2 separate regions of the Anas platyrhynchos genome follow, and region 1 is linked to region 2. A link is a contact called in public Hi-C data. All regions are on one chromosome and are shown on one strand. The core of a region is the stretch at or near the end of the contact, and the rest is flanking DNA. Distances in the headings are between cores, read along the strand shown. Region 1 overlaps OSBPL9 (oxysterol binding protein like 9). Region 2 overlaps OSBPL9 (oxysterol binding protein like 9).

Region 1 (3,279 bases), core at 17-2,516, 41 kb after region 2:
AGGGAACAATAATTTTGTTTTTAATATGAGAGAAATTCTGTGCTATTAAAAAAAATAAATCGTCACGGCTTCACTGGTTTTTAACATGGGACAAAGTTCCAAATAGTGGTTATCCAGGAGAAGAGGCAAGAATGCAGTCTGCCTGTTGTAGGAAGAGGTCAAAAGGACTCCATTTCCCTCAGTCTGCATGCACGTGAAAACTCACAGTATGAAGGGAGGGAAGAGCAGTTGGAAGCTTCTAAGTACTTTAATAATCTAAGAGGATAGAAATATAAGCATACAGATTAAATTTAAAGGCAAAGCTCATCTAACTTTTTTTTTTTTTTTTTTTAAGCCAGTTTTTGGGGGTTTAGTATCTGGGCTTGAAATCTTTAAATGGAAGCATGGTAGCAAGATCTAACAAGCAGGCAAGGATCTTCACAGTTCTGATGTAGATCAATGTTTTTTAATTGCAAAATACATGGAAAAGGGTTTTACATCCCTCTTATCCAAGAACAATACCCAAATTCTGGTTGTTGCAAGTAAGCCTACTTGGAACAGAAAGAAATAATGCTTAGATGATTAAAAGTCAGTGAAGCAAGGCAAAATCGTGCCAGTTTGGATTAAAAGGCGTTGCAGTTGAGATTTCCAAGAGGTCTTTGTTGTATAAAAGCCAAGCACTCATCCTGAAGTCAGTGAATAATGAGTCGAGTTGGTGCTTTGCTTTCAAAGTGCCTGTGTTCACGAGTACATCGAAATGTCCATTACTGGAGATGCTCTGAAAACTGTCAGCTTGCATTCAGCTGAATTTTGGCAACAAAGTGGTGCTTCCTGGCTGTAAATGTGCTGATGATTCCTGATTTAATTCATGGGTTGATTTATTATGGTCTGGACAAATTAATTTCTGAACAAAATGTTTTCAAACTACTGATTACCTCTCCTAATTTTTGCCAGATGATTTATGTCTTACCTTTCTCCTCTTTGCATGCAGTATTTATTAATGGACATTAAAAGGAATACCAGAACCTAGAACTTGAAATAAGAATTCTTCATAGACTAGTAAAATTTGTAGCAAATTCAGTTCAGTACTTAAAAATTTGTGCAAAGAATCAAACTACTACTATTTTGAACGTATTTCTCATGTCCTCAGCTGTCGATTTGTGTTTCGCTTTCTCTCTCAGGAATTTGCTGTCTTGCATTTGAGCATTTCTTGTGCTCACAGTGTTCTCATTATCTATGCTTGTTTTTTTTTAATTGAGGAAAAAAATGTGCTTTTGTTTTTTTTTCATCTCAGAGCACTATAAACCCTGTTGACGCAGTCTATCAGCCCAGTCCTTTGGAGCAGCCGGTGATCAGCGCAATGCCTTCCCAGACTGTTATACCTCCAGGTATGCTCTACAGAGACAAGCTCAGTAGAAACGTAGAAACAAGCAGGATGCAACTGTGCTCTAGCTGGAGGGGCTGCATAAAGGTGGAGAGCTTCTGTGTCAGACACGCTGTGTAGAGGTGCCCACTGCACGTGGTGGTGGATGCTCACCACAGTGGTGCAAAGGAAGGGAAGGGAGTTAGTGCCACTAGTTCTGCGGATAAGCTGATCTGTTTTACTTGTTCTAAGTTACCTGCCTACACTTCTAGTATACTTTCTTAGAAGAAATTAAACTACAGTTTTGGGAAAATAGAAGTGCATTCTAGATAACTAATGTCAATTTTTAAAATGTCAGCTTTGCTTCACAAAGAAAAAAAAAGCGCTAGCTGACATCAATGGAAGCATGCTTTTTCTGGGTGGCTTTTGTAGGTAAGGATTTATTTCTTGAAGGCCAGCTGAAATAATGCGGAATCTCTTTCCCAACAAAAGTATAATTTTCGTATTTCAATGTGACTTTTGGGTTTAACGTATCAAACTGTGCCCTAGAACCCGCTCAGTTATGCAAGTCAGAGCAGCGACCCTCGTCTTTGCCAGTGGGACCTGTAGTAGCATCCCTTGGAAATCAGACTCCAACACCAAATAGTACAGGTACAGTGCTGTCTGAATGTCTGGGGTTCAAGAAACTAAAACTGAATATATGCTTTCTATATATGCTTTTCCATCCTTGACTTTGACAGTTTTTGTTTGTTTGTTTAATTAAATCCACAACGTTTAATACTCCACAGGAAGTGGGCAATCAGCACCAAGCAGTAGCCTCACTTCTCCAAGCCATGTCAATCTTTCTCCGAACACAGTTCCGGATTTTTCTTACTCAAGCAGTGAGGATGAATTCTATGATGCTGATGAATTCTACCAGAGCAGTTCTTCCCCAAAGAGATGTATAGAGTAAGTAGCTGAAAGAACGCAGTATATGCTGAATAGGTTTTTTGTTTGGTTGGTTGTTTTTTGTGTGTTTGGTGGTGGTGGTGGTTGGTTGGTTGGTTGTTTTTTAAAATCTCCAAGTACATGGCTTGTCTACTTGTAGTCATTACTTAAGCTAAATAAGCAAAGAAGACAGATTGGCTTAAAAAAGCCAATCCACTCTTTATGCAACAGAATAAAAATACCTCATCCCCAAGCATAGCTGTCTGTCAGGGATGCAGTTTCCTCCCCTGTTCCTTCCCATTCCATCAGACATGTATGTTGACAAAGCTTTTAACACACATTGAACTAGGGGAGCCACCAGCTCAGAGAATGTCTGAGACTACAGAGTATTTCATAGCTATTTGTTTCATAAATAGCTAATTACTCGTCACATTAATTAGAAAAACAAGACAAACAAAAACTTTAAGTTGCTGCCTTCCCCCAAAGTCTCTATTTATTCTTCTTTTTTATTGATCAGAAAAATGATTTTAAGAGATGCTAGAGTTTTCTTGAATTAGCTTGCAGCACATATACTAAGCTCTGTCAGTAAACTCCTTAGGAAATTGAAGCCTGTGTGTATCAATATCTGATAATTTGGTTTGAATTTGTTCATTGTGAATCTTGAGTCCTTATTACTCTTCTTCAGTTCTTCAGGTTCTGCTGCAGTCCTGACTCGCAGCAGCACAGGAAGTAGTTTGAAACGTCCGGATACCACAGAGTCTCTCAATTCTTCCATGTCGAATGGGACAAATGACGCTGGTGAGTAGATTGCATGAACGTTTAGTAAGGAGCTTTTGATTGTTCTTCTATCTGTAAACTGTGTTGTTACGTGTATGATCGTAAGTATGTGGCGAGATACTTGTGGAAAATGGTTTATCTACTGATTGTAGATAAACCTTTACTGTAGATAAACCTACTTAGTTGTTTTAACTAAGGAAAGATTGTTGAATCGTGAAATTTAAAAATTGTAG
Region 2 (3,332 bases), core at 25-2,524:
TAAGATCACAGTTTTGAGCTAGCAGTGGGTGGGATGTTTACAATTAGCTAGTCAATGTTTCAAACAGAGCTACTAAAGAAGAGATTCAGTAATTTAGGTGCAAGGTGGGCTAGGCTACAGTTTTAGGCACTGGTTCTGGACGGAGGAATTCTGGTTTCTGGTCTGCAATCTTATCACTTGAATGGCTATAGACATGAATTTTCTAACTCCTGGAATAAAAGCAGGATATAAGACTTAGAAACTTGTCTGGACGTGACATTTATGTATGTATGAAGGGGAATGACTATAGGGAACTTTCTGACAGAAACATGTTATATGGGCGCTCTCCTGAGAGCAGGAGAGGCAGGAGGTAGATGTAAATCATCACTCTGCCAATTTTCAGTATTCCTTAATCAGTGTCTTTCTTCATATCTTCTGACTTTCTGTAAAGGTGCAGACTGCATCTTCCAATTATTTCTTCAACATATCTCTGAAAATTTTTCGAAGCATGGTACCGTATTCTTATTTTTTGGAAGGATTACTTTGTCATACCATGGTGTTGTCCTCTCTTTTGTGTCAGAACAAACCTAGTTTGTAACAGAGATCGTTCAATCAGTCAATAAAGCATTATACGAACATGGTTTATTCTTAATTGCCTTGAATAACTTCCTCCTTGCACTTCTTACCATATTTGTTAATCCAGTGATGTGTTTTTTTTTGCTTTTCAGTCAAAAGACAAGATGATGAGAGGGTCACGCCGAGGATGTGTTAGACTCAGGGTAAGTTTTATTTTCTTTGGTACTTAATGACTTACTGTGGATATTATGGCCTACTGGAGAGAACTGCAAGGAGACTTTTGAGGTTTAGGCTCTATTCTTGACTCTGTGAAATACTGAAATAGTGAAAGTACTTAAAGATGGAAAACATTAGAGGTCAAATGACATTGTGGGCTGATTGCATTCTGTTATTTTATATATTGTATAAAAGTGTTATGCATTTTATACGTTGTCTTAAAAAGCATCATAGGACAGAGTAAGATGGGTTGGCAGTAAAATGCTGCAGAAAAGTTGCTGTTTGCAGTTCTCATTTCTTTGTGTGTTTGGATATGTACGTATATAGATACGTTCTGTACCTACAGAAGTTGTTGTAAAACTGCATTCCTTCTGTCCTGGTTTGCTTTTATTCTGCTTGTGAGCCTCTGTTCTGCCAGTTTGGACACTCTAGGCCTGCAGCTTGCCTGTGCTTCGTTCAGGGTGCTGTAGTGCTGTGTAGTAACGTCACACAGCACGTGGTCTTTACAGAAGCAAAACAAAAGAGTGGAAAGGGAAGGAAGAAAGGTTTTGAAATGTCAGCTGAGGGGGGGTACATAATGGGGAAACAGAGGCAGGAAGACACAGCACAGGAAAACTGGGTGTTACCCGTCCTGGCTTGGGACGTTCAGCTGTGAATGCTGCTCTTGTGGCTTGAAGTGACAGTACTGCAGAGAGCCAGGAATGCTGTGGTGGCTTTGCACATGCTCAGTTTCTACTTTGTGATTGTGCACTTACCAAAAAATATTCTTGCACAAGTCCTTTTGCTGTGTTTTTTCCTGTTTCTCATAGAGTCTATGGCTCCAGTATGCAGTGGTCTTGTGAGATGCTGATGTAAATAGGGGGAATGAGTCAGGAGGGTAATGGGCATAAATGAGAGCATTTTGAGTCTTGAAGTAAGAAATGTAGAGAAGGGGATTTGTCACACAATCTGATTGTCACAATCTGATGAGTGTTGCAGCAGAACTCTGTCTCTTTTTTTTCCAGTTTTTCCTTTATTCAGTTGTTACCACTTTCTGGGGGCCTAATAAAGTGGTCTCCTTTTGAGCTTCATACAGAGAATCCCCATTCATCTGGATTCCAGATGACTTTACTGCACTTTTGCCTTTTTAGGGTACTGGTAACATAATACGTAACTTCTTAAAGGGTAATGTAAACTCAAACCACTGTCTACAACATTACATTCCCAAAGATTGGTGGGTGCTGTTTTGCATTGTGTAGTAAAATGTAGTCTGAAAAAGAATGCCTGCTTTAATTTTGTTGTGAGCATATAAATGTGGAGGTTGGCCTCAGCCTGTCAGTTTAGGAAATATTAAAAGTGAACAATCTGTTCAACATTGCATTATCCATTTTTATATGCATTTAAGATAAAACAATCCCTTTCTCTTTCCCCATCTGCCACTCTCCCACAGCAGATTACTCTTAGGAGTTTTGCTGAGGTTTGCTGACTCTATCTGAATGTGTGTGTGGGGTTTATTTTGTGAGGGAGGAAGGGGTCGTCGTCTTTTTGCTTTTGTAAAGCAGCTCTTCTGGCAGATGACAATGATACCAATAGCTGAACAGATGGGCTTCTGCAGTCTGAAATTTTATCAAAGAGGTTTTCTGTTGAGAGCAATTGTTGATTTGTAACTCTAGGTGTGAACATAAACAAGCATGTAGTTTAAGCAATTTGCCTAAAATACCTCCCTTTTTCTTGAATGGATTTTTATAAGCTTGTTCCTTGCCTTTTTGTGTTTTATACTCATGTTCCATAGGTCATGGAGTTTCATCTTCAAATTACGTTTTTTGTTTACTGTCATGGTGTATTTAGGAAGGTGTGCTGGTAGAGGAATCTGTCATCTGTACTATGCTTAGGTCCTGCCTAAGCTTTCTGTAATAAACACTTCAAGTTTCATGTGCTATTTTTTTTTCACTTGTCAATATGTATTGTCTATATGACAAAAGAAGCATCTTCTCTGCTTATGCTCACTTAGCCTTCGTGCTGTGATCTGAGCTCATGCACTTTGTGGAGCGTTGTGCTGAGGCATCAGAGAGCAGTGTGTGCTTCTTGCTTCTCAGTTTCCTTCCACCACCTGGGATGGAGGCAGGACTCAGCTGTCCCAGTCTGGCCTTCTTAGCCTTGCGTTAGTTTTACCTACATTAACTGGGAAAGAATATCATGTTCTTGGTGTATGACTTACATTTTTTTGACACAGCAGGTGTGGAGGAACCAGACCGTGATTTGGTAAGATCTGAAGTGACCTTTTGACTTTCTGCATAGCAAAGTTGAGTGAATGCCAGACATGTTTTGTCTGAGGTCTACTGAGGAAACGAAAAAGCATTCTGACAAGATGAATTTGGCCAGAAATATCATGAAACTGGCACACTGCGTGATTACCAAAACATAACGAGTGGTCTTCTGGTTGTTGTAATGTCCTGGTACTACAAGTATTCAGAATGACCATGGACAGGTGTACTTTTTGGGTGCCTCTTGTATAGCAATCACAGAGCTGTCCATGAAAAACCTGTAAAAGCCTGAAAATATTATTTTGGAGAAGTTGTGTG

Evidence for each region. Hi-C and Micro-C count contacts between places; a contact is called where the count stands out from the background.
Region 1: a contact with region 2 is called in a Hi-C map of skeletal muscle, with 2.8 times the contacts expected there. The contact joins two enhancer-like sites. A contact is called at or near these places in 3 of 8 Hi-C or Micro-C datasets (liver, skeletal muscle and subcutaneous adipose tissue).

Annotation. Positions count from the first base shown.
Region 1 is chr8:33,202,910-33,206,188 of IASCAAS_PekinDuck_T2T, forward strand. It overlaps OSBPL9 (oxysterol binding protein like 9), which reads left to right. Exons shown (of 23, transcript XM_072042018.1): 9 at 1,274-1,367; 10 at 1,892-1,993; 11 at 2,131-2,290; 12 at 2,955-3,067. Among named protein-coding and RNA genes, the nearest start is that of NRDC, 37 kb to the right of the region's middle. Within about 2 kb of position 1,267, at least 2 of the 8 cell types and tissues checked have an H3K27ac peak or open chromatin away from gene starts, as enhancers often do.
Region 2 is chr8:33,162,262-33,165,593 of IASCAAS_PekinDuck_T2T, forward strand. OSBPL9 (oxysterol binding protein like 9) reads left to right here. Exons shown (of 23, transcript XM_072042018.1): 2 at 708-758. Among named protein-coding and RNA genes, the nearest start is that of OSBPL9, 11 kb to the left of the region's middle. Within about 2 kb of position 1,275, at least 4 of the 8 cell types and tissues checked have an H3K27ac peak or open chromatin away from gene starts, as enhancers often do.